Regions from separate parts of the Canis lupus genome. Here region 1 is linked to region 2. Evidence: chromatin contacts called from public Hi-C data. All regions are on one chromosome and are shown on one strand. The core of a region is the stretch at or near the end of the contact, and the rest is flanking DNA. Distances in the headings are between cores, read along the strand shown.

Region 1 (6,765 bases), core at 3,896-6,395, 150 kb after region 2:
AAAGTCTCTGGATCTTTTTGGAAGGACTTAAGAACTATTGGGGCTAGACAAAGGACAGAAAAGTAGAGGAAAAGCCTGACCTTTGGGTTTCTTTATCATGAAAAAAGATGAAAGTTGCTGATGCTTGCACTCTTTCCCCTAGATATAGTCCGATGGAATCTTCAGTTTCAGAAGAAATGAACAGAGTGGTACTGTCTCTCTCCCATGAGTGTAACGTCAGTTCTTTGGAGAGAAGGAAGACTTCAACCTCATTTCACCACCTCTGCATTATTGTTGCAAAACACTTTGGAGGGCACATTGGGAGTTCTTTGATGACAGCACGATCCATTTGGCTGGGGTATCTGACCTACCTTTTCAGTCCCTACATAAACCCCTCTGGGCACTCCATGGATAGTTTGGAAATGTGAATATTATGTTTTATTTTTTGTATGTCTAATTTATAAGCTCTTACTAGGGAATTCTGGTGAAGGTCTTCCCTGGAACATTTTGTTTTGCGTTATGCCACATGTGTGTATGTATTGGTATTGTGATGACATTTTCCAGATGTTCTAAGCTCCAGGGGACCTGAACACCACCACCCCCACCCCATCCCCCACCCATTTCTTGTCCTCCTGAAATACATCTGGTTGGTTTGGTCGTCTTGAAACTTCCAGGTGCCCTGCCTCTGATATTCAGGGCCATTTGTCCTTTCCCTTCTGTGTTCTCTCACCACCTGTACCTTAGCTTTTTCCCCAGCCAGGCAGCACGGAGACAGACAGTGGGAGCCTCCCTCCTCACGAACTTTCCAACTCTACACACTTGACCATAACGACCACCACATTCCTGTCAGAAAGGGAGCTAGAGAAGCACAGTTTATGACCACCCTCTAACAAGGTCCCCGTTATTATGTGGTTTTGATTGGTCTACCCATCATGACCTTTTCCCTGAAGTAACTTCGGAAATGCTTGTGTGTGTGCTGTCCTTATGTCTGTGAAGTTGGGGACGATTCAGGCAGGTAGCCTTATCCCTGCCTCATTGCCACTCTGATTTCCTAGCAATCTTTAATTGGCCATCCTCTGTACTGCCTCCCATTTGCTCTATTTTATTCAGAGATATTTTTGCTTTGCTTGCACGAGAGCAGAGTGGTTTCTGGATTTTTATTCTTGCTCCTTGAGTCCCGTATGCAACCACTTTGCCTGCAACATCTCCTTGTAGAACCTTTGAAGTGCTATATTTTGAGAAAATTCCTACGTGTAAGTACTGTAACTTCTATCATTGGTTAAGTTCTTTAGAATTACCTCCACTGCTTACTTCTGCCTTCTTCCATAAATATTTTACTTCCATTAAGTTCCTTCCTAAACTTCTGGGTCATTGTTTATATACCAGAAAATGCCATGTTAGCCAGTAGAGAACTGCTTTTCTTCTTGAATAATTTTGATCATACCCGAGTACAACTCAGGTTTTGTCTTTACTTGGGCCAGTATCTTTTAGCTTGTATTAATAGAGGGAGTCCAGAAAAATTTAGGGAATATAGAAATTTAGGGATCCCAGATTTGAAGGGGTATGTATTACTTGCCCAGTGGTAGGCATTATAACATAACAGAACAGTGGTAGCAAACAGCAGATTGGCCTGCCAGGTTTCTGGACATCCCCTGGCCTCAAGCCCCTGAAAGCAAATTTGGTTTCAACACTTTGAGAAGCTTGTGTGGGTCTAGCTTTTGTAAACTTGGGGCAACAATTAGAGGAGACCCGAGAGGATGGGGATGATTCTAGATTCACTTCTAGAGTCTGAATCTCTTGGGTAGAAGAGTCTGGGATCTTGTTTGGCCCAGTAGAGGATTCTAAGGACTAATTTTTAGTCGACTGAATAGCTAAAACTTGACTTGTGCTCCTGTGGCCTGGGCTGAGCCATCTACACCTAATCTTCCTTCTTCCCCATGTTGAGGCTTTCTGGGAAAGCCACTTTAGGTAGAGGAATAAAATTCAAAGTCATTGACTGAGGACCTGGTCTGAGCTGGGGGGGATCCTTTTGGGTAGGAGATTGTGTTTATGCTGGATGAGTCCCAGAAATAAGATGAAGCTAGAAGAATGTCAGTCACTAAATTCTTCATGGTGTGTTAACAACCTAACTTCACATAGTTTGTTTTGAATCCCTTTTTGCTAGACATGGGACAGGCTCTGGGCTTCTCTTCCCTCCTGCAGCCAGGGCAGAGGGTTGAAATGGTGGCTGAGGACCAAGGAAGCTTCATCCGAGCAGTGTGGGTGCTAGTCTGTCACGTGTCCCTACACTTCCTTCTCCTTGTAGGCACCCACTCCACCAGACATCTAAGATAGGAAGAGCGCCTTCCTTCCCCCCACTCCAGCAAGGCCAGTGTGACTGCTCTATCCACCCTAGACAGCATCTTCCCCTCCCCTAGATGGTCTCTACTCCACTTTCCAGTGTGGTATGCTGATATCAACCCCTTTTGAATGTGAACTACTACTTTTATTGCCCAGACTACAGAAGAGCTAGCTGGTATATTGTCAGGAAGCACTATTTAAAATGTGAATTGTTGCAGAATAAATACTATGTATAGGAAACACATTTGTGTGTCATTCTCATTCTTCTTTGGCCATCATGATGGTTTTCTCTTATGGGAAAGAGGAAGGGCAAGTGGATGGATGAGTTGGGGATCCAGAGAGGAGATATGCCATGGCCTTGTTCATTGGGGAAGTGTCCTTTACCATAAATTCCATCTAAATAACTTCAGTGGACCATTTCTGGAAGTGGACCTGTCCCTGCATGCTATGGGAGGCTTCTTGTGTTTAATAGTCTCCTGGTAGCTTCTAGGTTAATACTTAAGCTCTCACTGGTATCTAGTCTGTGGGACACTGTGATAGGCAGTGTGGAGGACATCTGTCCTGCATGTCCAAGCTCCCAGGAGGGCTTTGGCTTTCCATTCTGTGACTTCTAGGAAAATTAAAGCACACCATGGAAGGTTGAGCCACAATGGATGACTATTGAGTTGCCCACCTGCATTCCTCCAAACCCCAGATAGAGGACCAGACTGATAAGCCCCTAAAAGGCAGGAACTCGATTTTACTTCTCTTTGTCTCCATTGTTTAGCCCAGAACCTGGCACATAACAAGCAACCAGTAGAGAAGAGGTGATTCTGAACGCGGGAGATAGGGGGGTGGTGAGATGGGACACAGGAAGGGAAAAGAAGGAAAGAGCTGGGAAGGAAGAGGGAATGATGGCCTCTGGGCACGCACCCCTTTGGACTTGTATTTTCAGAGACGCTTGCTCTTACCCTCTGAAAACCATGCTCAAGACACAGACTTTGGCTTCAGTACATGTTGATAACAAGTGAACATGTAAGATTGGGTTCAGCCTGCCCTCTAAACCCGACTACTGCTAACACAATTCTTCCTCTACAGATGACCCTGCCACCTCTTCCTTTAGTCCCCGGCTAAGTCCTTGTTGGAATCCCTTGCGGTGTAGCTCTGAGTAGAAGTCAACTCCTTCAGAGACAGAGCGGATGGGCTGATTGTGGTACTGGTGGTAGCTGGTCAAAGTACCCCCCGTGTGGGCCGCGCATGACAGATGCTGAAGGGAACACTGGTGGTGGTGCGGCGGGAAGCTCAGCTTTCCTTTGAAGCTCTTACTGTGCTTACACTTGAACTCCAGCACCAGCTTGGTGTATGTGTTGAAGGTGGTGACTGCTGATGCCATGCAGCAGGTGAAGGAAACCCAGGCCACGCTAGGGAAGAACAAAAACACTAGACAGTCAGAATCTGACCTACTTATAGGTCTGAGAGAAAAACACCACAATCCCTCACTAGTAAACCAGTAAACTAGGCCGATGTCCCTTATGGATTCGGGGACCTGAGTGTGCTCCCTTCTACCATGTTGCAGGTAAAGAGCTATGCTTAAGAGGCCTGAATTTGGTCTGCCTTAGTAGGATATGTTCTGAATATTTTCTAATCAAAGAGAATGATTCTTGTAGTATTACATGTCTGACTAGGAGTTTAACAGATTCGTTTTCACTGGATTGCTTAGCTATCAGCACTGTGCTCTTTTATTCCTGATGTGCTTGTTCAGGCACACACACGCACACAGTTTTCTGGACTATGGTTTCCCAAGCTGTGGTTATCCTTGTAATCCCCCAAGATTCATAGACCTATAGCTCAGTCATATAGAGTAGCCCAGTGAAGCACCCCACACCTACCTGAGACACACACACACACACACACACACATTCTGCCCAAGATTTTCCTTCTCTCAGATCAGACACTGGGAGTGAACATTCCTCTTCCATCTTCTTTTGTTTTGAGTTGGTCTTAGGGGCCACAAAGTTGAGCCTCTATCTTGCAGGCAACATTCACTACAAATCTGGAGGTATTATATGTTGTACTGGTAGAATTTGCCTATTACAAAAACAATGTGGTTCTTGGCTTGAGGAAGTTTAGAATGGCTGGAAGAGAAGCTGGAGATTTAAGAGAAGCTGGATGGATTCAACAAAGAAAAAAAACCACCAGGGAACTATATCAGACACATTCCTAAAAACTTGGAAAGTCAACCCCTAAATCTCTCACCATGATTCTGGGAAGCCCAGGAAACAGGAAGTTGTGTGAGGTTAGTGAGGAATTTCATGAGGTCAAGTGATGGGTAAAGCCAGGCCACACGCTGGCACTGCATGTTCCCGTGTGCCGCCTCTGACAGCCTGAGCAGACCGGGCTGGGGATGCTTCTGATGAGTGTGCTGTAGTCTGAGCTCTGCAGGTGTAATGCCAAGAACAGCGAACGAAAGGTGCAAAACGATGGGTCTGGAAAATAAGTTCTGGCGCCTGGTAAATAGCCCAGAGACGCCTGAATCAAACAGCACATATTCTATCATGAGAAAAGGGGATAGGATCTCATGACAGACATGGGTAGTCGTCCATATTGCCTCCGTTAGCTTGGAAACTCCAGCTGGAGGCATTGTCTTCTCAGCACTGTTAAAGTACTTAGCACTTTGTCCAGACAGCAGTGCAGGTCCAAGCTGGCACCGTGAATAGGATGTGTTGCTCAAGGGAGAGAGTGAGGAACTCTGAGACAAAGGGGATATTTGCTTCGAATATGTTTATTTTCTCATGGTTGCTGCTTCTCTCTTTTTAAGAGAAACCGAAAGTAATTGCTTCCTTCGTTCTTTCAGGGTTAGAGAATGACTGGTGGGGGAGGGGTGGTTATTTCTCACAGTTTGGTGGAGTAAGAATGGAAGTAGGAAGAAGTTACTCTTCATTATAGAAGAGTCAGCCATTCACAGGGAATGGAATTCAAATCTCAAGGCTAATTCTTCGTTTCTCTGTCCTCCAATACCTTGAACCATAAAATGTATAGAATACAGAGAGAGCATCACTTGCACAAGCCACGCAGAATCAGTCTTATTTCCCACGGCAAGATATATATCAGGTGAGGGAGCAGCTACTACAGTTGTTGCTTTGGAAAGACTGGACAAAACAAGCCAGAAGGATCTTCTCTGTACCTTCACAGGAGGTGGGGAAAGAACAGGTGTGGCCTGATGGGCCAGCCATTGGGTCGACAGATTCCTGGGCTGAGCGACGAAGAGAAGACAGAAGGACACTGAGCAAGCATCTAGTCAAGGGCAGAACATCTAATGCAGGGTGGCTGGGGAGGGGCTAGAAGGTTCAGGAGATGGTGAGCACTTACTAGAAGGCCCAGCCATAATTCCAAGCATGTGGCCTCCAGTCTTCTGGACCCAAGTTGGCAGTTGCCTGGAACACTTGTGAATACATCATATGGGCCACCATCCCCAGAAGGCCTACAGAGGGAACAGGAAGGCAGCACCCTCAGACGCTGGCATTGCCCTCTCTGGGGAATGTGAGTTTGGAGCAACTTTCCTCATTTTGCATCGGGTACAGCCTATGTTGAGATGCTCCGTTTCCCATCTGCCACCACACGTCCAGGGAGACTAATCTGCAAAGGGGGCTTCTCCTTGAATGCATAGCCTTGCAGTAGGTTGCCCCAGGCTTTAGGTGGAGAGCTAAGGGGAAAGTTTCTGAGTCAATGCTCACTTAGGGCCTTTTGACTTCTTCCCACCCATGCCCTCAGCATGAGATTTATTTTTGATCTATCTTTATATCTGCATCTCTTGCTCTTACTTGATCCCATGGAATCTTAAAAAGCTCTGGGTATGTACAATGGAAAAAAGTAAACCAAACTGTATTTCACCTACTGAGAAACCTTGCAAAGAAGATGAACCTATAGAGAAATCATTTTGCCAAGTACATGATGATCTAATATAAAATTTCATTCCAACTCCGATGTACCTGCAACATGTCTCCTCCATCCGTTCCTTATCCTGCCTCCTCCTTCCTGCCCTCCCGATAGACACACGAGCCTAGCAGAGGTGCCTCAAAGGTGATGAGGCACCCACTCTCTCCTGTCTGGGAGGCACCCACCTGACAAGACAGAGGAAATTGCCGCGAAGGCACTCAGCTTGAGCCCGTAGCCCGGGTTCCCAGTGAACAGCAGGTCCATTAGCAGCAGGAGGAAGCTGACGAATTCAAGTCCGATGGAGAAGAACTGGGCTCCCAGTGATAACCATAGGATCTCTGTCAGAAACCAGAGGAAGAAGAGCCCTCACCCTGACAGTTGGATGACTGAACACTGAGCAACCAGTGCCTGTCAGGAGGGAAAGCCTTGCAGAGTCAGAGAAGAGGAGAATGGGACAGAGCTGGCACCAGAGGGGGGCTTTCCCTAATGTGGGTCCTTTGCTGTCACCCCCAGGGCTCTCTGCTCTGCTCA
Region 2 (6,968 bases), core at 2,776-5,275:
CCTTGGCCTGCACTCAGACCCTTAGTCACCTCCAGCCCTGTTTTGGGGTTTGGTTGGGAGTTGGCAGGACATGTTCTTTTAATGATGGGAGGTGGGGCAGGAAGAAGAATGAAGGGGGGGAGAGAGAAAGATTTGGCAACTGCCTTTAAAAAAAAAAAAAAAAGATTTTATTTATCTGAGAGAGAGCGCGGGCACACAAGCCAGGGGAGCGGCAGAGGGCGAGGGAGAAGTAGGCTCCCCGCAGAGCAGGGAGCCCATGGAAGCTCGATCCCAGGACCCCAGGATCATGACCTGAGCCCAAGGCAGATGCTTAACTGACTGAGCCCCAGGCGCCCCGGGCAGTTGTCTAATGGGAGCTTCCCAGAGGGATGAAAGTGGGCTCCCACCATCTAGTTTAGCACCCCACCCTCATCTTACAGAGGAGAGGAGGGAGGTTCCAGGAGAGTGTCCACACCTGACGCAGCGGAAACCGCTTCTTTCCGAAGGGGTGGGGTAAAGACAAGGCTTGGACTTGAGCCCAGACAGCGACTCCTGCCTCCCCCCCCTTCCTCTCCCTACCTTTCCTCTTCCCTGTCACCTCCTCCTCTTGTTCTCTTACCTTTCTGCCTTTCACTTCGCCGTTTTCTTTTTCTTTTTCAAAATTTTATTTAAATTCAATTTACCAACAATGCGTCCTTTTCCTTTGTAACTTTTCTTTTTCATGCCTTGACTCATTTCAGAAGGGTTTAGGACGGTGCCAGGTGACTTCAAGGTCTTGGTTGTCGCTGTTGTTGGGTGCCTGGACAGTGGGGTGGTTAGCAGTTGTGGTAAGTGAAGGAGGGGGGTGTCTCACCCTTATGACTAATGAAAAGTTCTGTCCTTATATCTCAGGTCAGAGGCTACACATGCGAAAACTGTACCGTGTTCCTCCAAAGTGCAGGGTTTAGTCATCAAGGAATTGGCTAGCAACAGAGGACAGATTCTAGTAAATCTCTCTGCTTCCTGGGAAATCTCAGGATTCATGCTCTCCTGGGAGACCCCTGGAGTCATTTAGTTAGGACCATGGTTCCAGACATGGCCCAAACCCCCTAGCATTGGCCCTAAAGTATGTTTTAGTCAGCCCACAGGAGGTGGAGGATGGGGAGAAAGGGAGGTTATTATTATTATCACTTTTTAAGATTTTATTTATTTATTCATGAGAGACACACACACAAGGAGAGGCAGAGACACAGGCAGAGGGAGATGCAGGCTCCCTGCAGGGAGCCTGATGTGGAACTTGATCCCAGGACCCGGAGATCAAGCCCTGAGCCGAAGGCAGATGCTCAACCACTGAACTACCCAGGTGCCCCAGAAAGGGAAGTTAGAACTCAGGACAGCAAACAGGAAGCTAGTGAGGAAGCCAGGGACACCCCACTCCACCCCCCCCCCCCCCAACTCATGAGTGGCCCCTCCTCTCCCACCAGATTCTGCTTCTATCCCTGTGCACACTCAACCATCCTGGTTAGGCTTTTACCACGTGTCAGGTGCTAGTGTAGAGAGCGGCGAGAAACATTCAGCGACTCAGTCCCTGCCTTCAGACCCAGAGGAAGACACAGACTCACCAGTAGGCACTGCAGGGCTGTGTGAAGAGTGCTGGGTGGGAAGCGCCAGAGGAGGGCAGGGGCCGGGCATGGAGAGCCTTACACCTTTGGGCAGGATTACGGCTCTTCCCCGATCGTAAATGGAGGGTCTCAGGGAGGACAAGCCTGGAGAGCGAGGAGGGTCATCTGAAGTGGTCTGAGTGGGGTGGCTGGCCTTAGGGCTGGGAGAAGTAGAATGTTCGAGACCCTGAAGAGATGGAATCCCCAGGACGTGAACTTTGGGGCCAGAAATGTGGGGTAGGGATTTCTCAGACCATTTCCCAACTCAGAGGTTGATCTGAAGTTGGCTTTTTGAGCCTCTGCCTCAGGCTCACAAGTGGGGAGACCCCTGTGATGCCCCCTGCCCCGTTCTCATCTGCTTTCAAGACCTCCTTTCCTGGCCTGCCTCCTGCAGTGGAGGGCTTCTTCCAGCAGCCAGGCTGGGGGGCAGTCCTTTTGTTCCCGGGGAGGAATCTGAGGCTACACACAGTTCCAACAGCTGGAGCAACTCACAAGGGCAGGCTTTGTGCCTCAGTGAATTTTGTTCATGCTCAGAGCCTGAGTGCTGATGCAGTCACGTCCCCACCCCTCTGGCTCCGTGATGGCAGGTCCCTCCTGGCTTATTTATTTATTTAAAGATTTTACTTATTTATTCATGAGAGACACACAGAGAAGGGGCAGAGACATAGGCAGAGGGAGAAGCAGGCTCCCCATGGGGAACCCGATGCAGGACTCGATCCCAGCACCCCGGGATTACACCCTGAGCCATAGGCAGATGCTCAACCACTGAACCACCAGGTGCTCCACTCCCAGCTTTAAAGTTTTTTACCAGACAGAGGGCTCCGCAGTGTAACTTTGGAGTTGGAATTCTGATTTGGATCCTGGCCCTGTCATCTCCTAGTGGTGGGACTTTGGTGAGGGGGCTGACTTGTGCCTCCATCGCTGCAGTTGGAGGCAAGATAGTGATGATAGGAGCTATAGTATAAGGAGGTGGTGAGGGTTCAGAGGGCAGAGCCCATTAAAGCACACCTGGTGCATGTTGAGGATGAGTTAGTGGGGAGACTCTCGCCATCAGAGCAGTCCAACAGTAAATTGCTTCTTTCAGCTCCCACTTGGTCTTTGAGGAAGCTAGTCCTCTCTTGGCAGGACCCTAAATCTCTGTGTCCTTGACTTTGGTTACAAATGATGGCCAAATAATCCCTGGTCGCATTCAATTTTTTCTTTCTAGCTCCAGCCCTTACATTCTTCTCCAAAGGCTGTTTCTGTAACTCCTGGCAGTTTATATTAGCCCTTTTTTGCTTCCCAGAACCCTGCCTTTTTCCCGAGCCAGTTTCCCTCTCTTTTCCTCATCTGGGTGACACAGGGCCTTCTCTGTACAGAGCTGCTTGTTAATGAGTCCGATGAGTCTTATTTTCCTCTGACCAAATTCAAAGTAGTTAGAGGACATTTGGACCTGTTACACAATGGGTGTCATGCTGGGGGAAGAGGTTGGAGGAAGGCTAGCAGAGATGAAGTAAGGAGGATTCCAGAAAAATTAGTCACTTAGATAAAAGTGTATTTACTAAGAAACATGTTAAAAAAGACATTTGTGAGAGAATTGGGAAATATGAACCCCAGGTGGGTATTTGATATGACAGGGTTATTCTTAACTTTTGAAATGTAGTTAGGTTAAAAGGGAGTTTTATCTTTTCGAGATACACACTGAAGTATTTGTGCATAAAATGATAGGATGCCTGGTGTTTGTTTAAAAACAGTCTAGTGAGTGGGGTGGGGATGGAGAGGAAGCAAAATTGGCCATAGATTGGTAAATTCCGAACCAAATGATGAGCCCTTGGGCTTTGTATGCTTGAAAATGTCAACATTTCTTTAAAAACAGTGTTGTTGTTGTTGTTGTTTTAAGATTTTTTAATTTATTTATTAGAGAGAGAGAGAGACAGAGATTGAGAGAGAGAGACAGGCAGAGGGAGAAGCAGGCCCCCGGTCTCCAGGATCAGGCCCCCGGCTGAAGGTGGCGCTAAACCGCTAAGCCACCGGGGCTGCCCTAAAAACAGTGTTTTTTAAAAAATGTATTTTATGTATTAATTTGAGAGAGAGAGAGAGAGCAAGCAAGCAGGAGCAGAGGGAGAGGGGCAGAGGAAGAAGCAGGCTGCTCGCTGAGCAGGGAACCCCACTTGGAGCTTGATATCAGGACCCTGAGATCAGCTGAAGGCAGATGTCCAACTGACTGAACCACCCAGGCCCCCCCAAAATAATGTTTTAAAGGGACTTCAGAGTCTGCTTCTCCATCTCCTGTGCGTGATTGGGGTGGGAGGTGGAATTGAAATGGAGGGAAATTGGTTTCCCCCACCTCTGTACACCTGTGGCCTGGTTTGCAGATGCCAGGAGGTCTCGAGACACACCCGCCTCCTGCACACCTGCCACCAGAACAGATGGGCCTGGAGGTCCAGGTTGGGGGATGGGAGGTTTCTGCCTCACTCTTCCTCTGACCAGCACCCCGACTCTCCTATAGGCAAACACCTCATCAGTCTCCGTCAAGATAGAGTCATCAGGCCCAAAGTTCATATAATTCCCCGTGATGCTCATGACCAGTTGGCAAGGGACAGCACTACCTAGAGGGTGGGGAAGGAGCGGCAGGCGGGCGGCCGGGAGGGAGAAATACCTTTCCAGCTAGACACCGCCCTTATGACTGATGGGAGGGGGTGAGGGGGAGAGGCGAAGGTGAGCAGGGAGATGTGCCCAGCCTGGGTCCCTCCCTTCCCACTGTGCTTGCATTCAAGGGAGGGGGCCCTTCTTCCTCTCCCAACCTCCCAGCACCCGCACTGACAAGGTCTGCACCTCCCTTCCCCTCACCACCGCAGAGCGGGCGTTCAGAGGCGAGGCAAACCAGACTTTGGGCACGTGTGTTGTCTCAGGCCTTGCCCGCCCTCTTCCTCCCATATTTCACTCTTTGCTGCCCTGAAGAGGTATTTCCATCTTTGCTCTGTGAATGTGGTAGGGGTGACTGTGGTGTGATTTCCATGCAGTAGAGACCCCCGTGACAGACCCCTGCTGACGAAAGGACTTGGGAAGGCCGTGGAAGTAGTGGCAGATTATGTCTGTCTGTCTGTCCCGTCTATGCTAGGGCATTTGCCGGTTTTCCCCTTTACCACTGGCTATTTAGTGATGGGCACATAGTGGTGCTCGGGAAATATTGGTTGAATGAATGACTATACAATAAAAAGTTAAGCTTGGGGAGCCAAATTTCATTAAAAAATTAGGAAGAGGGGCACTTGGTGGCTCAGTGCTTGAGAATCTGCCTTTGGCTCAGGTCACAATCCCGGGATCCTGGGATCGAGCCCTGCATTGGGTTCCCTGCAGGGAGCCTGCTTCTCCCTCTGCCTGTGTCTCTGCCTCTCTCTGTGTGTCTCTCATGAATGAATAAATAAAATCTTAAAAAAACAAAGTTAGGAAGATAGATTGAAGCTATCAATTATTTGTTATTTATATTACTTAAGTTATTGTATTCTAACATACCTATAATATTCCAACATATACATAATATTCATTTATGTAATTATGTGTTTTATATTGCATATATATACACATATATATAATTTTTCCCCTACTTACCATGAAAATTAAACAATGCTAGGGCGATAACTACCTCATTTAACTGAAATGGAGATTCTGTATCTTTTTTTTTTAAAGGTTTGTTTATTTATTTATTTATTTATTTATTTATTTATTTATTTATTTATTTATTTGAGAGGGAGGTGGGATGAGGGGCAGAGGGAGAGAATCTTTCAAGCTGAGTCTTGGCTGAGCATGGAGCCCAGTGGGTCTGGGCTGGATCCCACAACCCTGAGATTGTGACCTGAGCCGAAATCAAGAATCAGATGCTTAACTGACTGTGCCACCCAGGTGCCCTCAGATTTTGTATCTTTAAGGGAAGCAGATGTTTGAATTCTGTGTGCATTGAGGAAGGTGCTCCTTTGCCCTGGACAGTTAGTGAGCAATGGCTGGTTCCATATCCCATTGTGTTGTTCTCTGACTTGTAGTTGGATCTTGAAGATATCAAATGGAAAAAAGAGAAAAAGGTGTTCTTTTTCCCTAGGGTTGATCACAGCATCTCATAGAGCTGTGAAGGGCCAGAGAAATCTTGTCTATGAGCATTTATGGGCATGTGGTGAAGACATTCTGAGCTGTTTTCTCTGCTAATAAAGAAAGAGGCAGGATGCAATGAATATTTTGTATCTTTTCCTGCTTCCCAGTCCTAGCGACTCTACTTCTTTCCAGTTCCTTTCTGCAGGATCTCTCCCTACTTGGCCTTGGGGGTGCCGAGCTCTTTCACTGGTGATTTTCTGTGGAAGGGTACTCAGTGAGCCTTTCCTTCCTCCAACACTGTCCTCTATTCCTTGTCCTGACAGCATTTCTCTTCTAGTCAGTTCAGAACTTTTCACTGTTGAGTGAGCAATCCTATCAGGAAAAGAAAATCTAAAGTCTAAAGCACTGTGCCCCCCAAACCCATTCATGCACAAATAGCATTTAACAAAACCAAAATAATGGTGTCATAGAAACTGATAAACCAGATAAACTGATAAACTGGCCAGGTAATCCAGGAAAAAATTATAGTTTGTTGACAAACTGTTAAAACCTTAGCACTTTTGAATTTCAATGTCTTACCTGACGTTGACTTTGGACTTTGAGACCCACATATTTTAAGATGTATAAACTCCTTCTCTCTTCCAATTTCCCAATTTATCTTCCCACCATGCCCTGAATTCTTAGGAATTAGATTTCATGAGGTTTGAACATCAGCTAGGTTTAAAATTGACATGAAGTTAGTGGGAGTGGAGAAGGAAGCAGATCTGGGAAATCAATGAGAGATATATAGGGGGTATAGACAGTCAATTCTTTTTTAAAAAATATTTTATTTACTTAATTATTTGAGAGAGAGAGAAGGTGCGTGTACACCTGCCAGCTGCAACGGTGGGGGTGGGGGTGGGGGAGTGCAGAGCAGGAGGGAGAAGAACAAGCAGATTCCCAGTTGAGGGTGAAGCCCAACATGGGGCTGTATCTCACGACCCCCGAGATCACCAGCTGAGCAGAAATCAAGAGTCACACTTATTCAACTGAGCCACCCAGGCTGCTCCCAGCCAGTTAATCCTTTATTTTTATATTCTTATATATTTTTAAGATTTTGTTTATTTATGAGAGACACAGAGAGAGAGAGGCAGAGATAGGCAGAAGGAGAAGCAGGCTCCCTGATGCGGGTCTCAATCCCAGGACCCTGGTATCATGACCTGAGCCAAAGGCAGACATTCAGCCACTGAGCCACCCAGGTGTCCCCAGCCAGTCAAGTCTGATTGTCCTTGAGTGGGTGAACAGATT

The links. A called contact is a pair of places that touch in the nucleus more often than the background predicts.
Region 1: a Hi-C map of skin fibroblasts shows a contact between it and region 2, with 4 times the contacts expected there. The contact joins two enhancer-like sites. A contact is called at or near these places in 3 of 9 Hi-C or Micro-C datasets (amygdala, blood and skin fibroblasts).

What each region holds. Positions count from the first base shown.
Region 1 is chr27:12,874,461-12,881,225 of UU_Cfam_GSD_1.0, forward strand. It overlaps GSG1 (germ cell-specific gene 1 protein), which reads right to left. Exons shown (of 6, transcript XM_038576855.1): 4 at 6,420-6,572; 5 at 5,668-5,779; 6 at 3,299-3,719. The coding sequence ends at 3,374. It overlaps FAM234B (protein FAM234B), which reads left to right. Exons shown (of 13, transcript XR_005379883.1): 13 at 143-2,563. Among named protein-coding and RNA genes, the nearest start is that of GSG1, 15 kb to the right of the region's middle. Within about 2 kb of position 5,146, at least 4 of the 20 cell types and tissues checked have an H3K27ac peak or open chromatin away from gene starts, as enhancers often do.
Region 2 is chr27:12,725,581-12,732,548 of UU_Cfam_GSD_1.0, forward strand. All of the region lies in intron 2 of GPRC5A (retinoic acid-induced protein 3), which reads left to right. Among named protein-coding and RNA genes, the nearest start is that of GPRC5A, 9.5 kb to the left of the region's middle. Within about 2 kb of position 4,026, at least 4 of the 20 cell types and tissues checked have an H3K27ac peak or open chromatin away from gene starts, as enhancers often do.